2 separate regions of the Sus scrofa genome follow, and region 2 is linked to region 1. Evidence: chromatin contacts called from public promoter capture Hi-C data. All regions are on one chromosome and are shown on one strand. Each heading gives the region's core, a stretch centred on a gene start, on an enhancer-like site or on the middle of the called end of the contact. The rest is flanking DNA. Distances are from core to core; before and after follow the strand shown.

Evidence for each region. Promoter capture Hi-C pulls out the DNA fragments that hold promoters and counts their contacts.
Region 2: a contact with region 1 is called in a promoter capture Hi-C map of liver, with 6 times the contacts expected there. The contact joins the enhancer-like site here to the promoter of NR2F2 in region 1. A contact is called at or near these places in 1 of 5 promoter capture datasets (liver), 10 of 47 Hi-C or Micro-C datasets (embryonic fibroblasts, fetal liver, heart right ventricle and 2 more) and 1 of 2 datasets of contacts at active chromatin or transcription factors (skeletal muscle).

What each region holds. Positions count from the first base shown.
Region 1 is chr7:83,086,954-83,092,913 of Sscrofa11.1, forward strand. NR2F2 (nuclear receptor subfamily 2 group F member 2) reads right to left here and starts at 3,297. Exons shown (of 3, transcript NM_001190253.1): 1 at 2,992-3,297. The coding sequence starts at 3,034. It overlaps LOC102160410 (atherin-like), which reads left to right. Exons shown (of 4, transcript XM_021099351.1): 1 at 1-2,386.
Region 2 is chr7:83,350,269-83,356,228 of Sscrofa11.1, forward strand. No RefSeq gene overlaps it. Among named protein-coding and RNA genes, the nearest start is that of NR2F2, 260 kb to the left of the region's middle. Within about 2 kb of position 3,318, at least 29 of the 83 cell types and tissues checked have an H3K27ac peak or open chromatin away from gene starts, as enhancers often do. A contact at or near this core is called in fetal liver, liver and skeletal muscle, where this site is marked.

The DNA of each region.
Region 1 (5,960 bases), core at 2,047-4,546:
CTGACTTCCAGAGCACTTGGTTTTAAACATCAAACTTATAGAATTCTCCCCATCCCCCAGAACACACTATATTCCAATGCAGTAACCTTTCTGTGCTACTGTGACCAGTTAGTGGATTACGATTTTTCAACATTTCTAGTACAAAAATTGTGACTCCATCATACACTCTTTGCATCAAGAAAAAAACTATAGACTGGTAAGCCAACAGGTTTATGAACAATTAATATATTTTACACAAAACACACACTGAACTTCAGGAAACATGAACACATGTAAAGGGTAAATTAATTACCACAGGAAAGCATCCTTGATAGTTTTAAAAATCGACGAGTTGAAGGATTAAAAATAAATCATACATATAATTGACATGTGTAGATTGTACTTTGCATTCAATACCTTTTACACACATAGGCAGAATATAAGGTAGGAGCTAAGAGAAGTGTAGGCAGATAGGAGCTAGTTTTTAGGGAAGGAAAGATCCTCCTTATGCGTCATTCTTGAAACCTTTTTAGCCCTCACCCTTTCTTCGCTGAAATCACCTATTTCACCAAAGCTGCATGTGCTGGGATGATTTGAAAGTTTTTTTTTTTAAACACCTATAATGGATAGACACTAAACTATCATGGACCTGGTATTGTAATGAGATTGCCACAGAGCAAATTTGCCAGGCAGCAAATTTCAGGTTGATTAGAGACACAATATAACTTTCTCCTAAAGAGGAAGAGAAAGATGGAAAAGAAATCATTTCAGAGAAGGGTTTTTTTCCCCCTTTTCTTTTCAATCTCTATAATTTGAGGAATTGCCTAATGATACGAATGTTAGATGAGGGGCAAACTCAGGAGAGATGTGGTAGGGCTGGGGTTGAGATAGGAAATCTAATGGGTATCCTCATCTCAATTTCATAGAAGATAAGAATAATTGACTATAGGGAAATCCTAAACTTGCTGCTTGAGTGCAGACACTTTCATGGCAAAATCATCTTTTACAAACATGGAGTTGGGAAATTTGGAGGAGGAAGAGCTTCCTTGGTCCACTTAGAGATTTTTTTGGTATTTGAAGTACGCTCTGATGGCCTCAGATTTAAAGTGAAGGATTTCCCAACCATCTCCTACAGATCTGGAGCTGATAGGCACAAACTACAGGGCTGCCATGAAGTCAGAGGTGTTTTACTCAGTGTTTTAGGACTCATTCAGTTATGGCGGAACAATTAAAAAGCCAAAAAACAAAACAAAGATAACCATCTCATTTGTAGTTAATTTTACTGTATACAAGAAGAAAAAAGAAAGGTAAACTATTTGAAAATGTCTTCTTAAGAAATGCTCATTTCTCTTGAATAAAACAGCTCTAAGGCTAAAAGATAAATATCAATATGTTCTTATAGTTTAGAAAAAATCCAGCCCCGTCTTTTATAGCAGATGTAAATTTATTTTAATGAGAAGAATGGCAAGCTTTAATTTGGCTGGAGAAAGTTGGAAAAACATTTGCCTTACTGTGGGGGAAAAAAAAAACCCACCCAGGAATATGATTTTCTTGCAGAAAGTGGCCTGATGGCTGTAATTCTCCACAAATTAAATCACAATATGAATGCATACCCCAGAAAATGGTGAGTTTAACTCTGAACTCAGTAGAAACCAGTTCTGTCCACCAGGATTCATTGAATCCCTCCTTCCCCTCAATCTAGTCCGTGTGTGTTTTTCTCTTCCACCACACTGGAGCTCCGTGAATAGGGAAAGGGGCTTCCATTGTGTCTCTCTGAACTTCCAAGTCAATGCAATTTTTAACCACTGGCTTGTGGTACTTTGAAAATCACCAGGGGCTGTCAGAGTTGGGTCCTCTGAAAAATTTACAGTGCTAAATCAGAGCATATGCTGGGAGGGAAAAAATTGCTTAAGATTGGAGCAAGTACAGTATCTGTCTGCCCCCTAGTGTAAGAGTCCTCGCTGCCTAAAATTCAACTTTAAAAGAAAAGAGCTCTTAAAGGGAAACGACTTTGGGCTCACGTAGGCATAGCAGAATGAAACTTCTGTACATTTTAATCTGAATAATTCTTCAGGATTTAAAATTAATTGGCCCTGGCTTGGTTGGACCGGACTCGGATCTCGCCACCTCTGCGTTTCCCGAGTCACTTGGCGGAGAGGTGATGATTTTTTTTTTTTTTTTTTCCTGAACTGGGTTTATGTGCGTCCCCCTCACCCCCTCCTCTCTTTTTTTCTTTCTCTGTCTCTGTCGTCTCTCTCGCTGGCTTTTTAAAAATGAGGAACCGTTCCTTGAACGTTCTGGACAGAGCACAGAATTGCTTAAGTCAGCCCGAAGCGGTTGTAATAGACAGCAAAAAGGTACACGTTTGCCTGAAATCCGCACGCCAGCTCCACCACCCCGCCCGATGGTGAGTACCCTTCTCGTTGCGATTCTCCTCCTAGCTTAACCGAGCGCTCGCCTCCCCCGAGCCGCGGCCGAGGGCGCCGGGCAGAGCTTTTCTCTCTCCCTGCCTGGCTGGATGTCAGTTGCACAAGGTTGCAAAATGCAGCGCAGAGGCAAATCGAACAGTAAATTCTGACACTTAGTGCGAGCCTAGCAGCTCCTTTGATAGAAAACCGAGTCGTCTATTGCTTGGAAAAACACGCTTATAGGACTGTTTTTTAGTTTGCTCTATCGAAGGAAATGAGTTTGAGGAGACAGGACGAGGAGATGGGAGGCACGGCGGTCTTTACGCTTCGGTTTAATCATATTTTGGCAGCTTTGCAATTGTATTTTTCCCCTCTTCCCCCCTCCACCACTCTCCTACCACACACATGTAATAAAATATGGCAATGCATTGAATTGACTGTCCCCCCCTTCCCCGAACCCCTTAAACCACAATGCTAGGCATTTCATACATGTTAGCAATCCGATTTTTTGAAAAACCCCAAGTCATCCCCAACCCCACACAGCACAAGGAGAAAAGTGAGAAAGGAGAGAGAGAGAGAAAAAAAATACTGTAAGTAAACATACCAAAACCATATTTGCCTTGTTCAAGGTCCCAAACCGCTTGCATCTTCCTTCTAAACTGGAATAACTCTCCTTTAGTTTGGCGGGTGAAATAAACGCTTTGTTGGCCCCCTGAAAAGATGTGTCTTTGATAATTAAAGAGAATCTCCTCCTCGGTGTTTATCTAAGCGATTGTGCAAACTGATAAAAAGTAGGCACTAGCCTGCAGGGAAAAAGAGGAAAGGTGAAGGGAGAGATCTTCCACCTCAAGGAAGTGCTTCCCCATGTATTAGGCGCTCTCAGCCTTGGAAAGCCCAGCACAGTAACTTTAGAGAGACGAGGTTTCAGGGAGCTTTGTACATAGCTGCTGAGGAATGCAAGCCTCGCCTTTAAGAAAAAAAACCCCAAACCGTAGGTAGGAGATGTCTGGAGTGATCCTTGTCTCTCATCTCATTCCTTAGAAGGAAGAGTGCGTTGTTACACCTTGTTTGGGGCTGGAAAGACGAGACTTTAAAAACACCCGTCCAATTGAAAAAAATCTCCCAACTTAATGAGTTTAGTCGGAGGCTGGAGCAAACCGCTCAGCCTCAGCAGAAAACCGCCAACAACTATAGGCGATATTGCAGAGCAAAGACGACCCAAGGCACAGCCAAATTCCACTGTTTGGGGTCGAGAGGGATGGAGGCTAATCCTAAAGCAAGTTGGAAAAAAACAGAGGTGGGAGAGGAGGGGGGGGAACAGCAGCCTAACAGACTGGCAGGCAGGCTCCCCTCACCCTGGATCAAAGATAGAACTTGAAACAGGAGGGCAACATTTTTCCTAGGAACCCATTGGAATCCTCATTTTCTACTTTTAACTCAGGTACCCCCTCACCACCAAATGATTTTTCCCTCTCCCCTACAGATTCATGCCCCCCCTTTCCCAGTCCCTCTTCTAGAACTTTCCTGAAGAGGAAACCTATTTCTTTTTGGGGGGAGGGGTTCCCCATTCCATGTCTTCAGATAATGAATGCTTACTTTATCCTCTCTCTTCATCCACCTCCCAAAATGAAGAATGGAAGCAGGAATACAGTAACTAGCAAAAATTGAGAATAAACTATTCTGCCCCTCGCAGTTTAATACAGTTTTAACTAATGGATTTTTTTTGTTTTGTTTTGTTTTAAGAGAAGAATAATGGGGAAACACGGATCTTTTATTTTAGGAAACTGTTATGGTAAGATGTATGTCAGACTTGACAAATGGAACTAACGCTCCTCGGCTGCTTCTTGTCCTTGTCTTAAACAGGAATTAAGTTAAACACAGTGCTGAATGTTAATTACATGTTTACTGGCTAATGAAAATTACAAATGGTTTTGCCACCTCAAACAATGATGAAAACTCTGAAGACACTGTAATTATATACTTTGAGGGAAATAACTCAGAATATTGATCATAAGAAGTGTAAATCTTTTTTAACTATTCATTAATACCATAAATATGGGCTACAGAAGTTTTTCCTTGCGGTTTGTCTCATCAGTTACACTGAGTGGATGGATGGTGAGGCTCCTCTGGGGAGGTGATGAACTCATTCTCTTATAGAAGGAGGCCACTTGTGTAACTGGGGGTGCCCCCTCCCTTTCGCCCCCGCCCCTTTTAACCCCAGCAGAAGGTCGAGGGATGGCTGAACAGGGGGGCCAGGCTCAGGGCAGGTGAAGGTGAGCACAGCCCAGCCTCTCCCCTCCCCTTCCTGGCCCTCCTCTCTTCTCCTCTCCCTCCCTCTCCTGCCGGGTCTGATCGATGACCGCCTTCCCCAGCCAGGGTGCCCATCGGATAACCTGGCGTTCAGGTTCCTAATGGAGGACAAGGCACTACAACCCAGCAATGCAGCCCTGACAACCCAAGTCCCCTCCTTTAGAGTGGCTAGGGCAGTTCATTGCAAAAGAAGAAAAAAAAAAAAAAAAAAAAAAGGAAAGTTAAGGGTGCAGGTGTTATTGGGTAAGGTGCCTCAGACAGCTGAACCAGAATTGATTTCCCTGGCTTTGGGAGTAGAGAAATATTTTTCTGTTTTGTTTTGTTTTAACTTTGGCCTGCGTTGTAGTTCTGCACTCTGCAGTGTAGCAGCCACTTCGATCTTGAGGGTCAAAGGTGAGGGCTGCACTAACCCTAAAAGGCTGGTCTGGTCAGGCCAGAAGGCCGAGGGAGAGGAAGAGAAGGGGGATGTCAGTCATACTGACTGACGCTTCGGAGGGGGTGCCTTTGGTGAAACCTGCATGCGGGGGACACGGAACCAAGAGCAGGTTTTAAGTGCAATATCGAGGATTTTTTAAAAGTGCCTTAGGCTTGTGGGACTGGAGTCCTCTTTTCCCCTGAGAATTCCCAAGGCGCTGGTCTTTGTCTTAGAAGGAATGGAGTTTCTGAATGGTGTGAAAGGGACAGAGAGGGTCGCTTCAAATCGATTTTACTTGTCCTTTCTGTCTTTTCGGATCAACGCCCTTCAATGGGCACAGAGGTGCTCTTTCAACCAAAAACTTGTGCTACATTTTCTGCCTGTATTGGTGCTAAATACAATAAGCACTGGGCAGATTTTTTTCTTTGCTCTCCAAAGCAAGAAAGCACCCTAATTAAATTGTTTTATATGGACAGTCAAGACAGACCAATTAAGTATGCATTAGTATAAAGATATAGTCTGTAGATAAGGCGGTTTAGAAAATCACGCGTGGGACAAAGGAGAGTGTCATAGCGTTGGGGAGGGCTGCTAGGACCAGAGAGGTCGTTCACCTCTCTCCCTGGGTCCCAGGGGAATTGGAGAAGCCTGGGCCTCAGGTGAGAGGGGATCAGGCCCGCTAACAGGTGGGCATCAGTATTGGAGTCTTTCAGGCCCGCGCCCCCGGCCGGAGAGAGATGGAGTTCAGGGGGTTAGTATCCCCCACATCCTTCTACCTGGAGGAGGTAGCATCCCGTATTGGTGGGGCACCTTAGGAGGGAGCAAGACCATGCTGTGCCTTATACCGTGTG
Region 2 (5,960 bases), core at 2,068-4,567, 260 kb after region 1:
TGAACATGTTTGAGGGGCATATAGATATAACTATAGCTTGGTGAACAGGTGCATTAACCTGTTTAATTCTCCAATTTTTACCTGTTTTGTATTTCTGATTTTCGACTTGTTCTTTTCCATTTTCCTCCTTTTATATGCAGAATGTTCTCCTCCTTCTTTGACTGATTTGGGTTCCTTATCTACGGATGTTGAAATTTAACTTTTGCAAGATAGTTTTCCCTAGTTTAATCCTCATTTTTATAACATAAACTCTCCTAAACTTTATGGAATCTTGGGCTAGAACATGGGTTCTCAACTGAGGGTTCTTTTGACTCCCAGAGCCATTTAGCCATGTCTAAATGAGACATTTTTGGTTGTCAAACTGGGTGAAGGCATTGCAAATGGCATCTAGTGAGTAGAGGCTAGAGGTATTGCCAAATGTCCTGTGATGCACAGGACAGCCCCCATGACAAAGAATTATTCACTTTAAGTGCTCTTAGAGCCCATGTTGAAGAACCCTGAGTTAAGGTGACTGCAGACTTTTCAATCAAATCCTGATATTTTGGGGAACGAAAGATGGCCTTCTCAGCAATTAAGCTTAGTTGGCAGGTGTAACTGGAACTAGTATTGCAGGCACATAGGATCTACGGTTCCCTATTTGAGTTTGTTTTGTTTTAGACTGATGAGCTATTATTTGTAAGTATAATTTGAATTTTCTTTCTTTCTTTTCTTTTCTTTTTGACTATGACCACTATGTGGAAATTTCTGGGCCAGGGATTGAACCTGCGCCACAACAGCAACAATACAGGATCCTTTTCCCGCTAAGCCACCAGGGAACTCTTAATTTGCTTTCCTGACTTACCTGTGGCCTTTTTTAATCAATTAGACTCTTAGTTACCCAAAGATAGGTGGTATAGCCTTTCTATTTTCCTCTCCTCCTTCCAGGACTTAATACAGAGCACTTACTTGGTAAACCTTCTTGACTGACTGTGCTTATTTATAATCTCTGTTCATAACTAGGTTCTTGACAAAACCTACTATAAACTTTTCAACAATCAATTATGTTACGCATCAAAAAATGTGGGAGAAGTGATGGGGGAGGATTCAATAAGTACCATTGAGCATAATGTAGAGAAGATTCTACCTTCTATGATATGTAATTTAATGAAATATGCTAAGCAAGTACAATCCCCTTAATTAGTACTCAGCTAAATTACTCATGTTTACTGTAAATGTTCTTACTACACAAAATGTACTTCTGTTGAATTAGATAAAATTTTATTTCCTAAGTATTCATGGTTATATATGTAAAATGAACAAAAATACATCAAGATCCCCAAGCCCTACCCCGGATGTAGTAGATGTATAATAAGTATTAGTTCTGTTAATACTCCCATTTACATATAACAGTTTAAAAATAATTTTAAGCCACTTAAATTTATTTTTTACTCTTTGAAATATTGATTCTAGAAGATAGTTAAAGTTGTTGAGATGGTTACAATTGATTGGTTTATTCATTTTCTAGAGCTCTGTAAGAAGATACCAAAGACTGGGTGGCTTAGACAGCCAAAATTTGTTGCCTCACAACTCTGGAGACCAAAGTCTAAAATCAAGGTGTTGGAAGTTTTGGTTCTGTTCCAGGCCTGTCACCTTGGCCACAGGAATACATTTCTGTGTCTCTTCACATCTTCCCTCTATATGCATCTCTGTGTCCAAGTTTCCCTTTTGTATAAGGACAGCAGTCATTCTGGGTTAGGACCCATTCTGATGATCTCATCTTAACTTAATTACCTCTATAAATACAGACCGTGTCCCAAGCAAGATCCCTTTCTGAGGTACTCGGCATTAGGACTTTAACACAGGCCTTTAGGGGGACACGACTGATCATTAAGGAAATGGCATAAAAAGATTATTAAGCTAACTTTAAATTCTGTAGGAAAAAAAAAACAATTTTATCATACCTTGCTATAAAGACAAAACTGAGGAGTCAGTATAGTTTGAAAATATAAGTGATGAACCTCATGTTATTGGAGGCCACTGTATTGCAGGATAGTACTTATCTTTAAAAATACTGTAAAGAATTTTCCTGAAGAGACCACATAGACAAAAACATTTACATCTTTCTTCCAAATATCTCAAAACACTTTACCTGCCTTGTATTTATGTTTTTGTCTCAAAATTTCTGGAGTTGGATATGGGACATCCTATGGGTGACAAAATCGAAATGAATGGACGTAAGATCATTTGTTTCACATAATCTTCATTTTTTTTAAAAGCAGAAATGAATTTTTTCTCTGTGTTTGCTTTATTGGAGGTATGTGTGCTTGACTGGTTAGAGCATGAAAGAGATTATGAGATCCCAGGTCTGTTGATCTTTAAATGGATTGTATTCATGAAATAAGCAGGGTAGAGGTGTGTCTTAGAGAAGCCCAAGGATGGACCAGGCTGGGACCTGAGCCAGGTAAGGGCTTTGGCTCCCCCTCAGGGCGAAACACATTCCATGGCTGCTGTTTGCATCAGGACAGAAAGAGGAAATTTTGAAAATATATACATTTAAATAAAGATACATGTGTATCTCTTTAAATTCCCTCTACTTAACCTGATGTGTATATGTTATAAAATATATTATATAGCTATATTATAAAATATGTATAATATTGTATAATATTACACTGTCTGAAAAGAATGATGGGTTGGGAGCTGGGTTTCAGCCTCCATTCTGCGGTAGAACTTCTGAGTGACTTTAGGCAAACCCCTTAGCCTCCCCAGCACCTGCTTTCTCAGCTGCAAGATCAGAATGTTAGCTTGGATGCCCGCAAGGTCCTCTGCAACGTTACAATCTTATGGAGACTGTTCCAAGAATTAAAAGTGATTTTTTTTTAATGTGATTAACTCCTAATGCTGAATCAGCCCTTAAAGAACAGTAAATCGGCAACCTTGTCCCTGACTTGTTCGTTTAGGAAGACTTGTATGGGGAGGGGTGGAGGGATAGGGAACATCACTGTTTTTTAAAAAAGAAAGAAAAATGCAGAGTTCTTCAAGACACCTAGCGCTGACCTTCTCACCTGGCCCATCAGCTGCCTTTCCACCTCCCCGCCTCTCCCCTCCTCAGCTTCCACTCCTGGAATAACCATCAGCTCAGCAGAGGGCTGGCCAGGACAGCCGCGGTTTTTAGGTTACGGATTCCAAAAGCAGGAGAGTAAAAACGTCTGCACCCGGAGTTTGCCTCTTCTGAACAGTTTCCCCGATCGTTAAATGAAGGGAAGTTAGGAGGAGCGGGCTCGAGGACTGGACTGTTTAAACAGAGGCCCCTTTATCTGCTTCACCCCCTACCGCAGGGCAGCCTCCGTGAGTTATCAGAGTGTCATTAAACGGGGACAGCTGCTGGTAAACAAGGAGGATGTCGACGACACCAGCGCCTCCGTCAACAGGAATTTCACTTTAATCTGTCCCTTGCTTAAAGAAACACCCCTCTCTTTCTCTTTCTAGCGTGCATCATTTATTTATCTCCGTCAACGCGCAGATAGAAGGCTGGTACTGGCTCCGGAAAGCCCCCTGGGATAGAAAATTAATAAGGTGCTAGGGACATTCACCTTAGGTCAATTCGAGGGGACGCGGAGAGAAATGAGAACTTGCCCAGGAGTTCCCTGCTTAGCTGGAAACCGATCCTACATATTTATAAAGGTGAAACTGGAGGGCTGCCAAACGCCTGCATTTAAGTGATTAACAAATGTTTCTCTTTAAGTGGACACCTCTTGTTCTAAATATATTTGACAAGAATGCAAAGAGTCATCTGGAGGGCGGAAAGGGCACAGCTCTGGCCTTCTCTTGCGAGGCCAGCAGGATCGCAGGCCTGGCCCCGGCCGGCGCGCTCCCCGCCCGGTGCCAGCCGAGTTCACGTCGCCGGCGGGCAGGCTGCCAGCGCCAGCGGCTCCCCGCTGTTTAACGACAATGGATTTACTGCTTCTCTGCATATTGGTGTTATTTTGTATAAACAAGGTTAACACTCCTTTTAAATTAAATGCACCACCTGGTGACTGAATGGGTGACCTTGCCAGCTCTTTTCACCTGGCTGGGAGAAGCCCAGGCTCTCTCTCTGATATCAACCCGGAGCTCTCCTAGGAATCTCAATCCTTCCTTATTTAAATTGGGTTTCTGGAGGCAGCCTGCCGATCCCTTGCGCTAGGAGGCCAGCAACGAACCCAGGTACTAGGTGAGCGGGGCAGGTGCGCCCCATCCCGCCATCTTGCACCTTGCCCGCAGGTCGGATCCAGGCCGGGTTCGGCCCTGCAAGGCTGCCGCAGCACAACTCCGGGGACCGCCCTGGTGGGTCCGGCAGTTGGTATTACAGGAGAGTGACAGGCAGCCTTGCGGGCCCTGCCAAGACTGCCTCCGAAAGAGGGATCTCCAGAGGGGGCAACACCGTGAAAAAGGTTCTTTGTGTTTCACTCTAGCGTGGTATTGATCTAATATAGTGCTCGGCACTCTCCCCACCCTCTAGGAATTTGAACACCTGGAAAAATTTTCCCGGCTTTACATTTGAGGAAATTTAATGGTGTAAACAAACTCAGCAGGAAGCCCCCTTTGATATGAAAAGGCAGAGATCTGTGTTGCGGAGCTGAACTGGCTTGAAACGACTTTGCCTGGGAATGGCCATTCTGCAAACAGTTTAAAGATGGCTTGGAGTGGTTTAGGGAAATTTAGACAGCACTGTTTTGGAAGCATCTAGAAATTTCCAACAAAATAAACTTTAGCTACTCCTTTAATTAAAGGCATCTTCTCACCTCCTCCTTGCTATTTGCCACCTGAATTCCAGCAGAATTATTTACTGTTTCATTTTACCTTGAATTCTAGACCTGTTTGTCAGCCATATTGCTGTGCAAATAAGAAGATCCAACCTGGAGAGGTGCTGTGACTCTGTCAGAGTCCCTTGATCCAGAATCCAAGGCTGCAGGCCTGGAAGTCCCATGTGGTCATTGTTGCTATTGTTGTCATGTTGTGAAGGAATTCTGCCCCATCTACCCAGAGTATATTGCATGAGCTATCGATGCTGGAAATTTGTTTATATTCTTAGTAGCACAGAAATAACTGGTCATATAGCTTTTTTCTCTTACTTTTTCCCTGCTGTCTCCCATGGTGGATGGAAATTCCCAGGCCAGGTGTTCAAGGATAGAGTCCAGTGGGAGCTGTGATCTGTGCCACAGCGGCAGCAATGCTGGATCCTTAACCCAGTGCCTGGGCTGGGGATTGAACTGGCACCTCCAGAGAGACAAGCTGGATCATTAGGCCCACCACTCTACAGTGGAAACTCTTGCTCAAATAGCTTCTGCTTAGGGTTTTCTTAGTAGCTCACATTGGAATCATGGAAATGACTCTACAATTAGTGATAGAATTTTAATTGGTAAAACTAACAATTTTATAAAGATTTTATTAAAATTAAGTCTAAATTCAGATTTATTAATACTTTTCAACATTTGAGGTAAAACACGCCATTTTTTTCCCCTTAAAATGTACATTTTGTGTGTGTGTGTGTGTGTGTGTGTGTGTGTGTGTTGGGGGGGAGGGATATAAAACAACTTAACATTCATAAAATCCATTGTTCATAAGTTATAGCTTGTTTTTTAATGTCATTAAATGTTTAGTGTGGACAGATTGGTTTTGGGGAACACAAAAGTGAATAAAGCACCATCAGGAACTTGATTAGTTAAGGACACAGGGAATGGATATATACATAAAGAACCACTGTGGTTGAAGGGAGCACAATGCAAAAGGTACAGAACTCTGGGCATCCAAGGACCTTCACAGAGCAGGTAGTGCTGCATTCTAGGCAATTTCTTTGTGTTGTTGTGAAACAAATTGGAATAGAAAGATATTTACCTTCACTCATATAGTGATTACTATTTGCCAGGCGTTCTCTAAACTGCTTGGCGTAAATCCCCATAGCACCCTTATAAAGCAGGAACGATTATCGATTCCCCTTC